Regions from separate parts of the Salmo salar genome. Here region 2 is linked to region 1. The links are chromatin contacts, called in public Hi-C maps. All regions are on one chromosome and are shown on one strand. The core of a region is the stretch at or near the end of the contact, and the rest is flanking DNA. Distances in the headings are between cores, read along the strand shown. Region 1 overlaps LOC106586272 (glypican-6). Region 2 holds the start of LOC106586272 (glypican-6).

Evidence for each region. A called contact is a pair of places that touch in the nucleus more often than the background predicts.
Region 2: a Hi-C map of muscle shows a contact between it and region 1, with 7 times the contacts expected there. The contact joins the promoter of LOC106586272 here to the enhancer-like site in region 1. A contact is called at or near these places in 2 of 3 Hi-C or Micro-C datasets (gill and muscle).

Annotation. Positions count from the first base shown.
Region 1 is chrssa25:16,522,847-16,528,054 of Ssal_v3.1, reverse strand. All of the region lies in intron 6 of LOC106586272 (glypican-6), which reads left to right. Among protein-coding and RNA genes, the nearest start is that of dct, 29 kb to the right of the region's middle. Within about 2 kb of position 3,009, at least 1 of the 13 cell types and tissues checked has an H3K27ac peak or open chromatin away from gene starts, as enhancers often do. A contact at or near this core is called in muscle, where this site is marked.
Region 2 is chrssa25:16,629,086-16,634,293 of Ssal_v3.1, reverse strand. It overlaps LOC106586272 (glypican-6), which reads left to right and starts at 3,182. Exons shown (of 9, transcript XM_014173395.2): 1 at 3,182-3,830. The coding sequence starts at 3,680.

The DNA.
Region 1 (5,208 bases), core at 1,760-4,259:
CTACTGCACAGTGACATACTGTATGCTAATGCAGTATGTTTGGTGCTATATTTCAGAGCACTAAAATACTGTATTTCTTGAATTAGTTGAACATGGTACGCTATAACACACTTACTCCTCCTTGTAAAGCATTGGTTTCTTCAGGTATTTGGTCTTGCCCTGTCCTCTCAATGTTACTATCTATCCATGGGGGTTTCAATTAGAAATGAGAGAAAAGTGGACTGATTTGCCTGTGATGGAACTTGACCAAATTATCCCTCTGAGAGAGAATCCATTAACAGGTAATTATGCGTCCCCTGAAACAACACTATTATACTATTTAAGGACCTAGAGAAGTTAGAGCTAAGATAAAATCCCAGACAGGTAACGTATAGTACATGAAATGATGTGCATGTTGAAGGATTTCTCTCATACAGTAATACTGTTGTGTTGAATTGTGTAAAACAGAACTACATAATAGCTACAATTCAATATATATTTGGGAAAGAGTCAAAACAGCAGTTTATTGTCCACATAAACAACATATGACACCAACCATAACTGTTTGTTTGTTCTACTGTACGTGAAGCTGCACTGGATCAAGATTGAAGTCTCTCATCATTATGCACTAGCACTACAAGAAGAATTCCCAAGTAAAAGTACTGTAGATATGAATATTGTTTCATCATTGCTCTATGTACGTGTTATTCCCTTGTCTAATATGAGGATTGAACATTTCAAACACTTGATATATGGGGAGCCTTCTGAGTGGTGATAAATATTCATTGCCATTGTTCCCGTAGCCTTGCTTGCATCTGTCATTCCTTCAATCTCTGCCAGCCATAACGCTGGGGAAGATCCTGCTACATTTCTCTCACTGTTCCAAAGTTAAATCAAAGCAACCTGAAAATAATAGTCACATTTGAATGACAATAAGACTCTCACCTCGCGTCAATTATGTGCTGTGCCAGGAAACATTGTAATAACAGTCACAAAGACAGGGCTTCACAGACATATGGTGCCATCAGTCTTGGGTATTGGAATGATATACAGGCAGGACACACCACCGCTATGCTGAGATCTCTGTGTTAAATCATAGCCTTCCGCTCCGGCAGATTTAATGCAGAGACATAATCAGGACTCTAGGGAACCAAGCCAGGGCTGCATGAGGCTGGGGCTGCATGGGGCTGGGGCTGCATGGGGCTGGGGCTGCATGGGGCTGGGGCTGCATGGGGCTGGGGGTAAGGCTGGTGCTACTCGGGCTTAGGACTGCTGGGGTTAAGGGCTTGGGTTAAAGCTGCGGCTGAGGCTCGAGTTAGCTGCTGGGGCTTGGGCTGATGTTAAGGTTGGAGCTGAGGGTAGGACTTTGGCTGCTGATACTGAAGCGTGAGGCTGTGGCTGGAGCTGCAGGATGATTGGCCTCCACCTGTTCTGGCATGGATAAATAGTAATTGGCTTCCAAACGTTTATCTTGTGGCCACTGAAATATACCACAGTAGCACAGATATTTCACAGTTCGGCACTGTGACCACTTTATTCAAATTCAATATCAGAGTGCTGCTGATACATGTGACAAGTTCAGAGCGCTGCTGAAGACAACGTGACAGCTTAGTTTCTGCCAGTTGTTCACTGAAACACAGTTGCTTTGTTACTCATGGAGATATTCACTTAGAGTCTGTACAATCATGTATGGCCGTTTGCCAATGCCATCAGGGTTTGTGTGTTTTGGAAGTTGCACTGCAGTAAGCTAGTTTTATAATACAAACAACACATTGAAGTTACTGTAAAGACCGACTGTGTCATTGACCTGAGTTTGAAGGAGGAACCGCTCAGGTATATCCGTCCCGTCTGTGCTTAAACTGAAAGGATTAACAGTTGTTTGATCTCTTTTAGGGGTCGCCCAATACACCGTCACAGAGGGGAAACATGTTTGTATTTGCCCTCTGTTGATTGTTATTGATTAGGGTGAAATGAGACAACACATCCATGTGCACTACACTAGCTGCTTTATGCAGTAACCCCTGTCCCCTCTCAGAGTTTAGCTTCTTCCAAGGATACACACACAATTCAACGGTCACGCCATTGTGGAAAGTCTTATTCAAAACACAATCTCAGAGTTAATTTACTTAGTATGTGTTTTTTGGGTGGGGCAATATTCTTTTTTGGAGATTTTTAATATGCAGAGTGGGTTTTGGGACAGATGGTGTGTCGTGGTTGAGAGGCTGTGCTGTTTATGAGGAGACCCAGGCCCAGGAGGAAGGGTTTATGAGGTGTTAGACACCAGTGATTAAATAGCCGTGTCGAGGGACAAACACCCACAGGGGCTCACTCCACCGCCACCATTCACCACACTGGAGCTGGGGAACAGGGACATCTGCAGTCTTTAAAAACATAAAGGATAGGTAAATAGTGTTATTTAAGATCAAAATCAAATCAAATTGTATTTGTCACATGCGCCGAATACAACCGTGAAATGCTTATTTACTAGCCCTTTTCCAACAATGCAGAGTTAAAATGTGAGAAAAAATAGCAACAAAAAAAAGGAAATAGTAACACAATAAAATGACAATAGCGAGGCTACATACAGGGAGTACCGGTACCGAGTCAATGTGCAGGGGTACGAGGAAGTTGAGGTAATTGAGGTAATATGTACATGTAGGTAGGGGAAAAGTGACTGGGCAATCAGGATAGACAAGCAGCAGCATGTGTGAAGAATGTGAAGGAGTGTGAAAAGATTGTATGGATTCCACGTTTGTTGAATAAATGACAGCAGTGACAGATACCCGTAACAGACGTTTTACCAACCTTGACAAAGGACGGGAATGTCTAATTCACCCACTGTCCCAGGTGTGAATCAGTCTCTACTCAGAGGGTTAGAATGAAAACCAGCAGTGTTGCCCAATGGAGTAGCCTAGGGTCTGGATCTACTGTAGCAGACTGAAATATCCCTGTTGCCGTGGACTCCGACGAGAGAAGAGTGTCTGGTGTCAGGGTCATCCATTCCACCTCACTGTTGGTCAGAGTCAGACGTATGGAGTATGGCAGGGGTTTGCTGCAGGGAGCAGACTCCTTGAGCTCTGTACTGTAATTGAGATGCAGCTAGAATACAGCATTCATATCAAATGAAAACCTATTTTAAAAGCAGGCAGTAGTGACTGTTGCCAGGGAAAATAGGTTGATCATGGAGCCCCTTGTGGTTTGTGTGGCCAGACCTTCTGTACAGGCTATGATTAGACTGAGCTCAGCCTGCACTCATTTAGCAGAGACTTGTGACTGAAGGATACTTTTTATATGCGGCAGCGATGACATCCTTTGTTATTCATTCAGAAACCCATAATTAACAGTTGATTAATCATCATAATGGACTTTGTAAGTGACATAGAACATCTGTACCTTTTTAAAACTATATTTTCCAAATCCACATTAACGACGCTCTGAGGAAGTGACACCTTGCCTTATTAAAAAAAAACGGAATGAAAATATGTTTAATGAAAGCAGTGCTGAATCAAGTTAGGGCATTCCCCTTTTTATATGCAGTGTCTCACCTCTGCAGTCTGACAGCCAGCGGAAGTTGATATTAGTCACCTTGGTGCTCATCCCGTAGTAAGTTGATAGAGTTTGGTTTCCGGCCCCAGGCAGCATTGTAGAACAGCCAGGAGGTTGACTTTGGCTTGAAAGCCGGTAACACGTCAGTTTTTGATCTGGAGATTGGCAAGGGCAACACAGATAGAAGGACAGAGAGACGAGAGAAAAAAAGTGATATGGCAAGGGTCATTTTATCAATGCACAAAGGTTTGTTTTTTTACTACAAATAAAGGCATATAATTATCTGCATAAAATATTTGCTTATAGGATATAAAATGCATTTACTCTTGTAGCCTAGGTAGATGACAATCATCTGTAAATACTCTGCCCATGTATTTATCTATGCGGAACTACCCAATTATTTCCCACAATGAGCAAATATAGTGTGCATGGTAAGTTTGCTTTGGAATGAACTGCTTTGAATTTGAAGGCACTTTAGTTGATCTGAGTTTAAAAGTAAAGTCATGATGTCCGCTGTATGACAGGTAGTGTGTGTGTAATTTACGGCGGCATTAGCACATAACTAATGATGTTTACAGCTGGATTAATCCCCAGTACTGCCTTTTATATCCATCAGTTAGACCCGCTGGTTTCCCATTGGTAATCCCCTTGCAGACAGCTGCAGACAGAGGGGGGAGAGAGAGAGGGAGGGGAGAGAAAGTGAGAAAGAGAGGTGGAAAGGGAGAAATCGAAAGAGAGAGACAGGGAGAGAGACAGGGGGAGAGACAGGGAGAGAGAGAGGGAGAGATGTACCTGTATGGCTCAGGACAGAGAGAGAGAGAGAGAGAGAGAGAGAGAAACAGGGACAGAGAGAGCGAGCGAGAGATGTACCTGTATGGCTCAGGACAGAGAGAGAGAGAGAGAGAGAGACAGGGAGAGGGAGAGGGAGAGATGTACCTGTATGGCTCAGGAAAGAGAGAGAGAGAGAGAGAGAGAGAGAGAGACAGGGAGAGAGAGAGCGAGAGATGTACCTGTATGGCTCAGGACAGAGAGAGAGAGAAACAGGGACAGAGAGAGCGAGCGAGAGATGTACCTGTATGGCTCAAGAGAGAGAGAGAGAGAGAGAGAGAGAGAGAGAGAGAGAGAGAGAGAGAGAGAGAGGGGGGGACAGGGAGAGAGAGAGAGAGAGATGTACCTGTATGGCTCAGGACAGAGAGAGAGAGAGAAACAGGGACAGAGAGAGCGAGAGATGTACCTGTATGGCTCAGGACAGAGAGAGAGAGAGAGAGAGAGAGAAACAGGGACAGAGAGAGCGAGAGATGTACCTGTATGGCTCAGGACAGAGAGAGAGAGAGAGAGAGAAACAGGGACAGAGAGAGCGAGAGATGTACCTGTATGGCTCAGGACAGAGAGAGAGAGAAACAGGGACAGAGAGAGCGAGCGAGCGAGAGATGTACCGTATGGCTCAGGACAGAGAGAGAGAGAGTAGGCAGAAGGCTAGGCAGGACTGTGCTGCAGAATTTGATCCTCTGTTTAATTTCATGTTAAATCTTCAATGTTTTCACACATTATTCCATCCAAACCATAGCACTTTTTCCCCCCAATAACCTTTATGTGAAAAGCTTTGTCACAACGATATGTATTTAATTATGAATACAAACAAACATTGAGACTGGAAATGTCATGTTGAAGCTCAGAAAGCCT
Region 2 (5,208 bases), core at 1,933-4,432, 110 kb before region 1:
AGAAGAAAATGAAAAAATATAACATAATTTATCTTTCGTCAAGAGGCTGAATTCCCAAGAGGCTGAATGTATCTCACCGGAGAAAGCATCCGAGCGAGCGAAACAGCGCCCCTCTGTCTCTCAACGTGTAGGTCATCTATCTGATGCTGTCTGGTCCAAACAAGTATGACATTTTTGCTGCCCGTAGTATTGAATGCAAGGGAAGTAAGCGAGCATTTGGACTCCGTTGATAAAAAAGTATAACAAATTTGCCAATCAGCGTTGAGCTAAACTGAGCAAGCTCAACTGTGAATAGTCCTGGCGCACCAAAAAAAGTGTAAAGGGAAGCCAGTTTGGATTTTGGCGTAACTCTGAACAAATCACATTGAGAACATACGTCATTGACAGAAACAACTTGAAATGTTGCATCTCGTTGTGTTGTTGTCCTACGGTGGCTAGCTAGCTAGCTAAAATTGGCCCTTTCCTAAATTAGCCATGGATGGAGATAGGGATTTGGACTTGTGGTTTTACTTAATTCTCTGTACTGGCCAATGATTATAATGGCGATTCTGATCCAGCCATTAATTTGTACATTGTTGTGCCCCTGGCCTGAGAGGATGGAAGTTCAATACATGAACTCAGCAAAAAAAGAAACGTCCCTGTTTTAGGACCCTGTCTTTCAAAGATAATTCATAAAAATCCAAATAACTTCACAGACCTTCATTGCAAAGGGTTTAAACACTGTTTCCCATGTTTGTTCAATGACTCATAAACAATTAACGCTGTGCGTTACAGGGAAGACATCCTCCTCCCTCATGTGGTACCCTTCCTGCAGGCTCATCCTGACATGACCCTCTAGCATGACAATGCCACCAGCCATACTGCTCGTCCTGTGCATGATTTCCTGCAAGACAGGAATGTCAGTGTTCTGCCAGGGCCAGCGAAGACCCCGGATCTCAATACTAGATGCACTGCAGTAGTTAATGCAGCTGGTGGCCACACCAGATACTGACTGTTACTTTTGATTTTGACCCCCCCTTTGTTCAGGGACACATTATTCAATTTCTGTTAGTCACATGTCTTTGGAACTTGTTCAGTTTATGTCCCAGTTGTTGAATCTTGTTATGTTCATAAAAATATTCACAAGTTAAGTTTGCAGAAAATAAATGCAGTTGACAGTGAGAGGACGTTTCTCTTTTTTGCTGAGTTTAGCTAGATATAGAAGGCTAAAGTTAACTAGCTAACATTACCTATGAATGGAGGTTTTATATATATATTAACCTTTATTTAACTAGGCAACTACCTTTATTTAACTAGGCAAGTCAGTTAAGAACAAATTCTTATTTACAATGACGGCCTACATCGACCTAACCCGGACAACGCTGGGCCAATTGTGCTTCACCCTATGGAACTCCCAATCACAGCCGGTTGTGAAACAGCCTGGAAGTTAGGCTTGCGAGGAAGCAATTTAGCCTGGTAGCCTAAGACAACAAAACATGTAAGCGTGTACTGTATGACAAAGTGACCTTTTCATCAACATGAAAGAGCGGAGTATGGCATTGGGTGAGTCAACATAGTTTTCTACTTGCACGAACACGCACACACACACATAGAGAAATCAGAACCATGGACAGCCACATCATGTTTAGCTTACGTTGATTGGACTACATATTTGTTGCCATTTTTAGTTGTCACTGTATTAGACTAAGCAGAGTTGATTTGATGATGTTGAAATGTTGAAGTTGAAATGGTGCTGTAATAGTGGAGGCAGCTCCTGTTCTCTTTGCGACTTGCGGTAACTCTCTGGTGTTTTAAAACAATTGTTGTTAAGTGGTCCGAAGGTCGCCTATGCATTAACAGGTTATAGAGCAAACAACGCAGTTAATATGGCTTTTTTTCTGGCTTCCCCAGTGTATTTACCCATGCACCACTGCTGTTTGCCAACTGTTCTAAGATGAATCATGCAAATCCTGCTGAAAATAAAAGAACTCAAATTGTAATAATTGTAATGGTCTTATACCCAATGGGTTTAATGGCCCACAAACACTATGCATATGTTTATGAACATAGATTGGGGTCTATTAATTGAGTAGCATTTAGATAACTGGTCAGTAGTTTAATCAGATTTCAACCAAAAACCAGATCAACCAAAATAAGAGATCTTTGAAAAATACATCTTAATCTGGTTGTGATTTAGTTATATGACGTCCCGACCAGATTTCAACCAGAAAAATATGTCTTTATTACATTGTATGCCCACTGAGTCTTTTCCAGTTTTCGGTTCTGTTCCCCGAACCGGTTCCAACACCTGCATGTGACCAAATCGGATTTGTGTGTGTTCAGACAGCAGTCATTTGCTGACATGGCTATGCTAGTTGTCATAGTAATGGCGGGTGTGTGAGCAATGGTGTAAGCTGACTGCACTGTTGCTTAAGGACCTGTAAGTAAGCATTTCACGGTAAGGTCTACACATGTTGTATTCGGCGCATGTGACAATAACGTTTGATTTGATTTGCTTTGATTGGTGGTGGTGCTCATGCTTCCTATCACTCTGGAGTTACTTAGCAAGGTAAGGGTACAACAATGCCTGTCATGGACGTTTCCCAGTTTCTTTGAATGTTCAACATTATAGTGTAAGAACACTTTTAAAGCCTCAAAAGATAAGATGATCCAACTTTCAAAATTAGTCAATTTTGTCTAGCCGCAGCAGTCAACTAGCTAGCCAGGTAGCTGTTTAGCTCTCTAGCACATTCACTAATTTGTTTGTAAACCATTAACAAGTAAATTAGCTACCACATGTTCTTGTCAAAACTGTCAACTGAGTAGCTAGCAAGCAACACGATATGCCAAATAATAGTCTAAAAAGGTGGTTTGAAATGTTGCTTGAAATATCTGATTTCATGTGCTTTTTGGCTGTTCAGACTGCAGGAAAAACAACAGATTCAAATCAGATATGCAAATAAATGTGAGTCACTTCAAACTGCCAATGTTAACAAAGATTAACAGAGGTGGAAGTGAATCATTCACCACCAACCCTCGCCTTGTATAACTGTGTTATTGCAGCCATGATGATAATCCACTGTTGATCTACCCTGGACTAAACCGCTTTAAAATCAATAAAGCACTGAACGGTTCAATAATGGTCTCCACACAACACAGCCCAATATACCAGTACCACATAGGGATACTTCATCTCATTTGACTCTCACTCACACCACAGCTGTAAAGAGGTTAGTTATTCCAGAGGTTTTCTTTCTGATAATCAATGTCAGGTTTGACTAAAAACCTTCTCTGACAATATACTCCACTCCGTGTTTTCGCGCCCGCTCTGTGCATCTGAGCACATAGCGGTCTCCTCTCCAGTCCTCAGCTTTTCGACTTTCTACAGTAATGTATCCTCCCCGACGTCGCTTTCTGAGTGAAGTTGAGTGAACACGTTGAGGAGCCCGCTCTCTGCTGAATCCATGTGGCTTTGTGGCTTTACCTGGACTCACTACACACATTCTCTTCTCTGCGGCAACGCGGGTGGCAAAATAAACAGACGTTGATTGAGAAAGAAGTGTTGATGCACAGTTGTAGAAAAGTGTCAACCACTAAACGTTGAGTTGTTAGAGGCTACCTGCGTATGCACTGCAGTGGACTTCCTCTCTAAACTGGAATCAGCAGAGGATAAAAGAAGGATTAATCACAGAAGTGCACGATGCTGAGATACCAGACCGTCCTTTGGACTTTCTCATTGCTGTCTGTTGCAGCAGGATCCGATTTTAAAGCACGTAACTGCAGTGGGGTTAAAGAAGCTTCTATTGCAAAAGGCTTCAGCTTTGAAAATGTTCCTCTCCAACAAATGTCAGGTAAGAACGGAATGATTTGAGTGCTACCTATCAATACGTAGGCTAGGCTATGTAAACTATTCAACACAGTCCATGGTTGCAAAGTGAGTCATATTATTGCATAATAAACCATATCATCTGGATAATAATTTTCTTTATGAGCGAAAATCATATACTGTATTATTAAAATGGTAAAGTTTAACTACCGACACTGACTGCTATGGGAGTAATTTACACTGATCAAGTAAAGGTGAAAGAACATTTTGAAAACAGGTGCCTTTACACTACGAAGCACATTGATGTTATTGAGGGATATAACTGTTCATTATGATAATGCACAGATATATATGTGAAAGTAGCCTTTATGAAAGTACTGTCGTTGTTCTGCGTGGAAGGCAGACTCAGATGAAGGCTATACTCACCTGTCATCCATAAAGTTGGGGTTGCTTTTTATTTATGAAGGACAAGTATTATAATATAAATGTAGCCTAATAATAATAAAAAAGTTATTCTATTTTCTAAATAATAATAATTAGCCTAGAACAACTTAACACACACTGTTTTAACACTGTCCTTATCTAGGTTACTTCAACAGGATGGCAGTAAATCATTTTTTATGACCATCCAACAATACCACCCCTCATAAATCAAACTCTTTAGCAATTTAAACTCAAAGTAGTCTAATTATGCAGATATATCACAATAGCCAAGTGTATAACATTCCCATTCTCTATGCTTTCGTTCATTGGTTAAAAGTTCATCCTAAATATATCCACTACACTAAAATAGAATATAAGTAGTCCTTGACATATTGCTATTTTAATATTTGACTGAATAAAGTGATTTCTTTATTTCTCTAACATGCTGCATAATATGTAAATGACAGCAGCAGAATAATCCTGGTGGCACTAGATTTGCTGGTGTGTCCAGTAGAGGTCTCTGTGTCTGCTATGAGCCTCTGTGTCAAACTAATGCATCATCAGGCATGCACTGGATTGATTTCTGTCCTGTTGATAAAGTGACAATGACGCTGTCATGTAACGATCCCTCAAGTCAGTGCAATTCAATTTCCATCCAATATCCATTCCACTTCACATATGTGTCAACCATAGGTTAATGCTGGCATGATGCTATTATTATAGTTTTTGTAAGATGTATGTAAATATTATGATAACCAGCTGGTCTTCATATTTATATGGACTTTCCCTACTTCAGGCCATGGAGGCTTGGATTTCTCTGACCCACCCAAGTCAAGCTGTGGCTGGCTGGCTCAGTCAGAAACAACATTATTGCTTCACTGTTCTGCTCAAGCATTCACAAGGGCACATTTGCGCAAGAGAGTTGTCAGGGGGAATATTTCAACGATTTTGTGTAGGTATTGTTAGCTTGATGCACGAAG